Linked DNA regions of Canis lupus: region 1 is linked to region 2. Evidence: chromatin contacts called from public Hi-C data. All regions are on one chromosome and are shown on one strand. The core of a region is the stretch at or near the end of the contact, and the rest is flanking DNA. Distances in the headings are between cores, read along the strand shown. Region 1 holds the start of RALA (ras-related protein Ral-A). Region 2 holds the start of LOC119864346 (a small nuclear RNA gene).

Region 1 (4,968 bases), core at 727-3,226, 92 kb before region 2:
GCATGGAGAGGTTAAGTGACCGTGCTAGGGTCATATGGTGAACAAAGAACATAAAGGGGCCTCGAGATCATTGTTCTCATTTCCAGTTCAGTATGGTATCCATTAGCTGGTTGTTAATACACCTACATGTATTTCCACTCTAAGAAAACTGAGAATAATATATTTGAATAATCTAAGAACTAAAGGCGAGAGTCCCTCGTGGTTTACATTCAAAAGTGCCAAATAAAAACCCATAGTCTTTGGTTTGCTGTTGCAGCTCTTATTTATAGGGGTTTTGTTATTTGCAGCTTTCCGAAGTCTTTGCTGAAAACGACCCATTCTATTTCTGCTTTCAGGTAGGTTAGCTTGGCTTTCAACAGCCAAGAAGCAGTTGAGACAGGCTGACTAATCAACTCGAGGTTGACCGTCATTGTGTTCCCATTGCTCACTTTTCTGGAAGTCGACCTCCTGGCTCTCCATTCGACAGGTATTTGTGCAACCTCCCGTCACAATCCTTTGTGGCTGCTTTAAATAAGCTGTTTATCGCCAATGATTAAACTTAAAAACTTTTTTTACGTTAACAATGGCATTCCATCTTAGGAGTTTGTGCTGCTACACTAGCTAACATGGCCATATTTGGGTTTTCTGTAAGCCTGACCTTTCTAGTCTTGACCAGGGAGACATTTGGGTGTTAGCATGTGTGGATGGACATGTACTACCAGACGGGGGATTTAAAAAGGTGATTATTTCAGCAATCTTCCCACAAGAAGGTAAGGAAAAGGAGTGGTTTTGAGACTGTTCAATGAGAGGAGACTGCAGTGGGCTTGGAGGTGGGGATGCGAGCCTGTGGTGTCCCTGACCTCAGCCCAGAATTTCCCCAGAGCTCTAGACACAGGCGGCAACTGCCAGACCGCACTCAATGGGCCAGGTCCAAAATGGCACTCCCTGACCCCATCCCCGCCATTCCCTATCTCATTTTGGTAGATCTTACCCTCACCCTCCTCTAAAAGCAAAATAAGGCATCATTATTGGTACTTCCAGGCATCATTATTGGTACTTCCAGGCATCATTATTGCTTCTTCCAGACATCATTATTGCTTCTTCCAGACATCATTATTGCTTCTTCCAGGCATCATTATTGCTTCTTCCAGGCATCATTATTGCTTCTTCCAGGCATCATTATTGCTACTTCCATTCGCTTACCGAGAATCTGCCCCCAGCAACCAACTGCAATTGGACGCTCACCGCTACCCACACAATGGCCCCATCCTTTCCCTAGACTTCTGCGCCGGCCCCTCGTGCACAGGCCCTGTGGCCCCACTCCTCCCCTAAAGCTGTCCAGGGTCACTCCTCTCCTCCTTGCCTCACCGAGGAGTGAAGACATTTGGTCCCTGCGTCTCCATCACCTTTGTCCCCAGCAACCCAGGCTTGACCTTTTTAAGTCCTGGAATCACTGCCCACGCTCCGACGCGCGATTCGCCGCGTGCCGCATGTCCTCTTTGTGGGGACGTGGATGCGCCCGCCCCGTCCCCGGTGCTGGTGCTGGGGGGGAGGGGCGGGGGGCCCTGACCTTGAAAGACCCGAGGCACCCGCGGGTCGTCCGCTCCGCCCTCCGCAGACCGAGGCCCCGCACTTCCGAAGCCCGCCAGCCGGGCGGCCACCCGCCAAACCACCTCCAACCCCCGCCGCCGAGAGCAAGATGGCGGCCTCCGCGTCCCCTCCTTCCCCGCGAACCCCGCCCGGGCCCCACAAGAGAGACGAGGACGCCGAGATGCGGGCACCTCCGCGAGGCCTGCGGCGACCCCCACCTCGCCGGGCGCGGGGGGCCTGGGTAGGGCCGCCCGCGGGGCAGCGCAGCGGGGCGACGCCGGCCAGTCCGCGCCCCGCCGGCCATTGTTCTCCAGCCCCGGCCCCCGGCCCCCTCCTCTCGGCCCACGGACCGGAAGTAGTTCCCCAGCCGGCCCCGCCCCGCTCCCCGGCGCCCCGGAAGTGATCTGCGGCGGCTGCTGCAGAGCGGCCAGGAGGAGGGTGGATCTCCGGAGAGCGGAGCGCCCCGAGTCCTCCTCCTCCTGCTGCTGCTGCTGCTCCCGCTCCTGCCGCCCAGGCTCCGCCGCCGCCCGTCGGACTCGTCCTCCTGCCGCCCGCGGCGGGGAGCCTCCCAGACGACAGGGGCCGAGCTCTGTCCGCCCGAAGCCCGCGGGGCGGCGGACCGGCTTGCGGTGCAGGTGAGCGATGCCCGCCCGGGCCGCCGCGGGAGGGGTCGGGGCCGCGGGGCGGCGGCGGCGGCGGCGGCGGGGGTGTGTCCGGGCGGCGGCGGCCCGAGGCCCAGGCTCAGGGCCGGGACGCCGAGATTGCACGTCCCGCGTTCCGCCCGGGAGCGAGCTGCGGGACGAGCCCGGGCTGGGAGCGGGGGCCGGGCGAGCGCACCGCCGGGGGCCGGGGGCCGGGGGCCGGGGGCCGCGAGCCGGGGGCCGGGAGCCGGGAGCCCAGGGCCGCGAGCCGGGAGCCGGGGGCCGCGAGCCGCGGCGTGGTCCTCCCAGCCCGGCCTCTCCGCGAGCCGGCCTCGTCGGAAGGTCACCCTGCATCTCTGGCCGCCGCGCCGAGGTCCCCGCCTGGGCGGTGCCCGCGACCCGGGGGGACCCGCCGGCCCCCGCCGCAGTCCCCGCGCTTCACTCCGCCCCTCTCCCCTCCTTCCCTTTCCTCCACTCCGCGCCTGTACTAGAGCAGTTGCTTCTGAGGCATCTCCGCCAGGGTTTTGTGCCAGTTAAAGCAATGGCTTTTTCAGACTGAAGTCCTTAGGTGCTCCGCCTTGAACTGCACAGGTCTGTCTGCCCCTATTAGCATCACCTAGCCTGTAAAGCGAGGGAGAGAATATAGGTTTTTTTTGGGGGGTTTTGTTTTGTTTTGTTTGAGTGAGGGGGTAATTCCTCTTGGAGATTTGTTCCTGAAGGAGTGGAAGATGTGATTTGTGGTTTGCTTTTAGCCTGGGTGTCTGTGTGTAAGTGGGCAGGGATGACAGCACAGAGAGGTGGCAGTGTTGTTTCAAGGTTTAGGGAGAATTAGGGAGTTAACTGGCTTCTGCTGGGAAACCTGAATGTCCAGGCTTGTGCGAGCTTATCCAGGTGTCTTCGGGGTTGTGTGAGATCTCCAGTGCCACGCCCGACGTGTCAAGCTGAAAAGCACCCAATTTGCAGATTGTGGTCGCTGTGTGTGTGTGTGTGTGTGTGTGTGTGTGTCGAGGGGTGGGTGGGTGGGGGGAGTAGGGAGGCCTTTGTAAAACATGTGCCCTAAGTTAATTTTTGTCCTGAAAGTACATTACAACTTTGGTCATCACGTTCCCTTAACTCATATAACAAAATTTGTTAATAAACTCGCAGTGGACGGCCTGTTTTTTGTTTGTTTCCAGCTCCTTTATTAATATATTTAAATGTATATCTTACTCGTTTCTGTGTCTGTGAATACAGTATTATTGTAAAATGATTCTTGTGACTCTTCAGACATTATTTTTAGGCTTTGAATTTTTTCAGGGCAGGAACCGTGTCTTATGCATCCCTGTTGCTCGCAAGTGATTACTGGAACATAGGAGCTCTCCCGTATTTCTTCACTGAATGAATGAATGTGGAGATGATGCCACAGCTGCCTCAGGAGTCATTTATTTCTTGGGTTTTCTGTTGTGTTCCAGTTTCTTGGCGCAAAGACTATGCTTTGTCTTAAATGTTTTTTTGGCGTAGTGAAAGGACAATTCAAGAAGAATCCTTTGTTGTCCTTCCAAAACTATCCTCCCCTGGAAGGTTAAAATTTATATTTAGGGTGTTGTGATTGGGCAGTGTATTCCAGTCTTCAATAATTGCCAATTAAGCAAGTTTATCCAGGGTTATTATTATTATTTTTTTAATATTTTATTTATTTATTTATTCATGAGAGACACAGAGCGAGGCAGAGACAGAGGGAGAAGCCGGCTCTGTGCAGGGAGCCCAACACGGGACTCAATCCTGGGTCTCCAGGATCACGCCCTGGGCTGAAGGCGGCGCTAAACCACTGAGCCACCTGGGCTGCCCATATCCCGGGTTATTAAAGAGATTTCCTAGTGATAGCTTATGTTTGGAGGTTGATAACCGTAACTTATCTTAACCAAAAAGAGGAAATTGGGAGTCACCACTGTTTGGAAAACCGTTGATACATCCCAGAATTGCTTATAGTGGCTTATTTCTCCCCTGGGTATGTGAAATCCTCTCACATCCTGATAGGACCTTGGCATGATTTACCAGTAGCCACTTTCACATTTCTTTGCAGAGATCCAGATGTTCCCTAATGTGTCTGCTGAATATGCAGTTATCTGTATCACTTATTTTAAAGTAGTTTCGTACAATCCTTTCTTTGCAGGGCTTTCAAGGGAAAAAAAGGGCTAATTATAGGGAAGAATCTTGTTTACCATTTGTGTGGGGGAATAATTTTTGTCTGTAGAAGGTTAGGTTATTTTCAATTTAGAGATCCACCCCCCCACCCCACCCCCCCCAAAAAAAAAGTGCTGATACCTTCTTTCCTTTCCGAATGTCTGGTTGTGGTCCTGTACTGGTTTTCCGAGCTTAGCTTCTGCGGGATATGAATGAATGTACCAGAATCACTTCTTGTATATATGTGTGTATCAGTGTTACCCACACTTGTAATCCTTAGTAGATGGGTGGCAAGGACAATCACTTTTGATACAGTATATATTTTTAGTGGAGAAAAACATTATGATATAGGGAGACAGTTTATGGTTTTTCTTGTTTTATAAAGTGTTTTAACTCTTAGACATAGTGGGAAGTCTGCAGTTTCTTATATCAGCAACATCACCACTGTACAGAGGTCAGATTTCTCTTTTTTAATTCAGCAACCGTCTTGGTAATAACAATCCGTATACACTGATTGCCTGCCACACACTGTGATAAGAGCTTTAGTTCTATTATTTTTAATCTCCACAGGACCTCTGTAAGATAGGTAGTTTTT
Region 2 (5,821 bases), core at 2,704-5,203:
CCCGGTGTTCCCCACTGACAAGTGCACCCCTTAGGCCCCTTCCCCTGGGACCCCACACCCCCACCCATCTCCCCTTAGGGAACCATGAGTCTCTTCTCTAGAGTTAAGAGTCTTTTTCTGGGTTTGTCTCTCTGTTGGTATTTTTTTCCCCCTTTGCTCATTTGTTTTGCTTCTTAAGTCCCACATATGAGTGAAATCATACAGTATTTGTCTTTCTTTGACTGGCATATTTCATTTAGCATGAAACTCTCTAGGTACATCCATAAAATATGGAACCCCACAAATTTGCGCATCATCCTGGCTCAGGGTCCGTGCTAATCTTCTCTGCATCATTCCCAATATAGTTCTAACTTTTAGTGTAGCAAAGCAAAGCCTGAAATTTATTTCCCCTTAAAAGTAAAAGTCCAGGTTGGCTGTCCAGGGCTGGAAGCGTACTCCACGCCACGTAGCACCCAGGCTCCCCTATGTTGCTGCTTCGTCTCCCGTGGCCTCGACATCAGAGTCCAAGTGCTGGGTGGCAGGATGGAGGAAGAGACAGTGACAAAGCAAAGGGAACCCACAGGCTGTCACCTAAGAAAGGTCTCTGGAAGCACCTGCATATCTCCAGCACGGCCACTCAACAGGACGTAAGTCACCTGGTATCATGGGTTGAATCGTATCCCTCAAAAGGATACGTTGAAGTCCTAATCCCCACACCTGTGAGTATGACTTCATTTGGAAATAAGATCTTTGCAGATGTAATCAGGTTAAGATGAGGTCATTAAGGGTGGACCCTAACCCCATGTGATCGATGGCCCTGTAAGAAGAGAGACACAGACAGTGGGAGACACGTAGGGAGAAGACAGCATGTGATGCTGGAGGCAGACTTTCCCCCCCAAGCCGAGGAACTCACGGAATGCCAGCAAGCATCAGAAGCTGGATGAGGCAAGAAAGGATTCCTCTCCTAGCACCTCCACAGAGAGGATGGGGTCCTGCGACACCTTGATTTCAGACCTCTAGCCTCCAGAACTCTAACACAATAAATCTGGTTGTTTCAAGCCACCCAGCCTGTGGGACAAAGTGGACAATAGGGAGGCCACGGTGGCTTTCGAGGGGAAAATGATGTGAGGAGGGTGGTTCTACGGAGACCGTCTCCCCCTGTACCATTACAATACTTAGCGGCTGGTGTAGAAGCCAGTGAGGGCTGGATCTTGAAGCACCCTGAATAGCAGGCTCTCGAGTCCTCTGAGGGTGGGAAATACCCACAATGAGATGCCCTCACCATCAGCAGATCTTTCTAGGCTCCTTCCGCTTGTGTGTTACACAAATGGGCCAAAGACGGCCTCCACAGGTCAGTCCCTAGGCTGCTGTTCCTTGGCTGTGGGCTGAGACCCATCAGCTCCAAAGCCCACCCCCTCCCTGGGGCAAAACTCAAATTTTTTACACATCCACTTACTTCAAAAATAGCTCAAAGAAACCATTTAAAGCTGGCCTGCTTTTGCACACTTTGCAAGACACAGCTCACCCCATATCTGCGAGCCAGAGAGAGGACAGTCTGATAGTTATAAGACCCCAAGCTGCCCTTTGACCCAGGCACTCTCCACCCTGCTGCTGAGCACCAGTAGCTAGACAAGGAAGCCCCCTCTGTGAGTCCCACATCCCTGGGGGCTCCCCTGCCTGCCTCTGCTGGATGGTGGCTCATTGAGCTCACTTAGAGCTTCTGCTGGTTTCATGCTATGAGAGGGTCACCGCCCCCCACCTGCCCCGCCTCCCGAGGGCAAACTTGTTAAATCTTGTGTGTTACTGCCCCTCATGGTCATGTTTTCCCTGGGCCAGCCCCCAAACTCCTTGAACCTCGACACCATACCCCTCTTACTCCTTCCTGAGACGGCGGCTCAGGATAGGGCTGAGGCTCGAACTGAGGCCTCATTCTTCCTGGGTGAATCTTCCCATCTGAGGCCAAAGGGGAGAGACTGTTCTGGGGCAGAGAGGATGGACACTACACAGGGGCCCGGAGAGTTGGCCCTGAGGCCTCAGTCCCTACCTAGTACCAGGGAAGGGCAGTGTGGGGGATATGGTCAGGATGTCATCAAGAAAGGATACACTTGTTAGTGAAAAGCCAGACACACACACTTGCTATCAGATTTCTTAAAAAATGATGTTATTATTTATTTGAGAGAAAGAGATAGTGAGAGAGAGAATAAGCCCAGAGAAAGGGGAGAAGCAGGCTCCCTGCTGAACTGGGAGCCCAATGTGGGGCTCAATCTCAGGACCCTGGGTTATGACCTGACCCCAAGGTAGATGCTTAACTGAGCCACCCAGGTCCCTCAGATTTTATTTATTTATTTGAGAGAGAGAGAGAGAGAGAGAGAGGCGCGGGGAGGGGCAGAGGGGAAGAAGCAGAGTTCCCGCTGAGCAGAGAGCCTGATGCCAGCTCCATCCCAGGACCCTGGGATCATGACCTGAGCCAAAGGTAGATGCTTAATGAACCCAGACACCCCTCTTATCTTAAAAAATCTTAAAAAAAAAAAAAAAGCCAAATGCATAGAAACACAGAGTAGAAAAGTGGCTGCAGGAGCTGGGGTGTAGGAGGAGATAGGGAGAGTTGGTAAAGAGATATAAACTTTCAGCTCTAAGATGAATAGGATCTGAGGAGCATTATAGTGTAAAACATGGGGATCCCTGGGTGGCTCAGCAGTTTGGCGTGGCCTTAGGCCCAAGGTGTGATCCTGGAGCCCTGGGATCAAGTCTCGAATTGGGTTCCCTGCATGGAGCCTGCCTCTCTCTCTCTGTGTCTCTCATGAATAAATAAAATCTTTTTAAAAAATGTAAAACATGGTGACCACATTGAAAACACTGTATTGTGTTACTGAAGTTTGCTAAGAGAGTAGACTGTAAATGTTCTCACATAAAAAAGAGAGAGAGAGAGAGAAGACAGACAAGCATGTGAGGTGATGAATGTGTTAACTAACTACGTGGGGGGAATCCTTCCACAACGTGTATGTATATCAAATCTCTGCGATGTACACTTCAAATATCTTATAATTGTAGGTGCCGATTATACCTCAACAAAGCTAATTTTTTTTTTTTAAGGGGAGGGTTACCCTCTTTTAGGGCCATGTCTGGCCATGATCTCTTCACTGCCTTCAGCACAAAGGGCCACTTTCAGCGCAGTCCTGGTCTCGAGTGGAGAATGCAGGTTCGAAGGCCGCCCCGAGTGCCATCCCCCGGAGGGCAGGAGCCTCCTGTCTCCCGCACGGCCGCACCTGCAGTCCTTGGAGCTGGGCCTGGCTCACAGGTGGCCCTTGCACGCGCTGAGCAAGGGACGCACGGAGGAAGGAGGGGCTTCCCTGCAGGGAGCCTCTGGAGCTGGGTTGAGCCGGGTTCTGTGGCCTGCTAAGGTACCTTCTGGGCCGAGGAACCCTTGACAGGGACACCGCCTTCCTCACCCCAGCCACAAATACCAGGGAGGAGATGCCTGCCACGAGGAAGGCGCACGCCGGCCTCCGCGGCTTAGAGACCCAGGTTCTTTCGGGGTCTGCGGCAGAGGAAGGAGACGGCGGGCATTCAGGCTCCGTCCTTCACCGCGGGGCTGGCGGGCGCCCCCGGCCCCCAGGCGTCCCCCGCCCCGCCCTCCCCTCCCCCCCCCCCTCCCCTCCCCCCTCCCCCCCTCCCCTCCCCTCTCCCCACTCCCCCTGCGCCTGAGCCCCACCTTCCCCGCAAGTCAGCGACCCGACTCCCCGCCCAGACCTCTCCGGCCCTGCTCCCAGGGGAGGAGCAGGAGGGATGCGATGGGGGGGCGGGCGGTGAGTCGGGAGAACCCGAGAGGAGGTGCCTGCAGGACGTCCGGGGGACCGGGAGCCCTGCCGCCCCGCGCCCCCTTCCTCCTCGCCCCGCGCCCGCCCTCCTGCCCAACCCCCAGCCCGAGGCGCCAGCCCCGACCGCCCACCCAGCGACTGTTGACGTCACGAGGCTCTCGCCATCTCATTGGTCGAAATTTCTCTCCCCCTTGCGTGGGAAGGAGGGGAGCTGTGGTCCCGGGTGACGCGGGCGGCGGTTTCCATGGCGACTGCCGCCGGGCCGCGAGCCAGGGCCGACCTGGGCCTCCCCCGGCTCCAGGAGACGGGGTCCCCGGGGCAGAGGCGGCTGCGTCCGTAGGGCCTGGAAGCCGGAAGCCGGATCCCCCCGGCTCGGGCTCGGGCTCGGCCGCGGGGTGGGGGCGGGGTGGAGATGGGGGTGGGGTGGGGCTAGGAGTGGGGGCGGGGACCGGGTGGGGGCGGGGGTCCCCAGCCTGCAGCCCCGCTGCGAGTGCGCCCCGCCAGCTTTGTTCTCGCTGTGGCACGTCCTCTGCGCATTTTTTCCTTATGTGGAACCAGAGGGAGAGGCCGAGACACAGGCAGCGGGAGATCCCGAGCGGGACTCGATCCCAGGACCCCAGGATCACCCCCAGAGAGAAGGGACTGGCTGTCCGCGCCGCTGCGCGGGCACCTGCAGCTTCACGACGAGAGCTTCCCACTAACCGGGAGGCGGGCATCCCAGACCCAGCTCTGCCTCTGGCCTCCGTGGCCGCATCTGTAAAATGGGGATGTTGGGGTCCGGGCCGCGGCTTCGGGGTGCAGGGGCATTGGAGCCCTTGCGGCTTGGCGCTTCCAGCGGGGGTCTCTCACCTGCCAGGTGTCTTTAAGGGGTTCGAGATGAAGCGACTTGCCCCGGCTGGCACAGCTGGACGAGTGGCTGAGTCAGAACACGGGTCATTTCCAGCGCTTCTCGCCAGCAAGGCACCCCCTGCGGCGCCTCATTTGCAGACAGGACGGTGAATCCCTCCGCGGTGGGGTGTCGCGGAGACTGTGAAACCACGGAGAGAAGATGCCAAGCCCCTGGCTCTTAAGAAATGGTCATTATGATGTCTAATTTTTAGTAAAGAAAATGGATTTTTGTTAAATGTGTATTCTGCGTGGGGTCCCCAGGCTCATTCTGTTAACTGTTTGCCCCTTTGGCGGGTGTGGCTTCCGGTGCTTTTGCCTCCCCCAACCCTCACGTCTTATTCCCAGGGACTCAGCTTGCTTCTCTCTCCTCCTGATCATTTCATTATCCCCTCCACCACCCCCAGCTGTACCCCAACTTGCTGCCATCTCATAGATTTACTGGTTCCAAAGAAAAGGCATAAACTTTGCCATAATTCATAGTTTTGGGGGTTTTAAAGATTTTGTTTATTTATTCATGAGAGACACAGAGAAAGAGGCAGAGACACAGGCAGAGGGAGAAGCAGGCTCCATGCAGGGAGCCCGATGTGGGACTTGATCCCAGGACCCTGGGATCTCATCCTGAGCTGAAGGCAGATGCTCAACCACTGAGCCACCCAGATGACCCTAATTCATAGTTTTGTTTTTCACACAGGAACACATTACAAGAGAAATAATGAACCAATGCACTTATGCAGCTTAAGAAAATTATGCCAAGATGTCATGTGACTGCTCTGCTGGGCACTTAAATATTGGCCTCGCTCTGGTCACGGGCCTAGGCTCCCTTTCCACCTCCAGCACATCTGTGCAGACGGTTCCCAAATCTCTGTTGCCAGCTCAGGTCTCTCCTGACATGTGGACTCAGCTGTGTACTGTGCAACGTCCTCAATCTTTCATTCAAGAACATGGAGCTCCCCACTTCTCTGAGTGGGGCTCAGGAGCATCAAGTCAGTGAAAGACAAGCCCCCATTCTGACCTAACAGCCTGGGAGGGGGAGGACCAGGCCAGAGCCCACCTGCCTCGGCAGGCAGGAATGAGGGATGATAAGGGGGAGAACTGAAGCCCCCTCTGTGCATTTTGCTTAGTCGGATGCCTTGAGA

What was found. Hi-C and Micro-C count contacts between places; a contact is called where the count stands out from the background.
Region 1: a contact with region 2 is called in a Hi-C map of blood, with 2.0 times the contacts expected there. The contact joins the promoter of RALA here to the enhancer-like site in region 2. A contact is called at or near these places in 3 of 9 Hi-C or Micro-C datasets (amygdala, blood and liver).

The regions. Positions count from the first base shown.
Region 1 is chr18:10,202,978-10,207,945 of UU_Cfam_GSD_1.0, reverse strand. RALA (ras-related protein Ral-A) reads left to right here and starts at 1,976. Exons shown (of 5, transcript XM_038562663.1): 1 at 1,976-2,204.
Region 2 is chr18:10,111,808-10,117,628 of UU_Cfam_GSD_1.0, reverse strand. LOC119864346 (a small nuclear RNA gene) reads right to left here and starts at 367; the gene lies at 264-367. Within about 2 kb of position 3,953, at least 18 of the 20 cell types and tissues checked have an H3K27ac peak or open chromatin away from gene starts, as enhancers often do. A contact at or near this core is called in blood and liver, where this site is marked.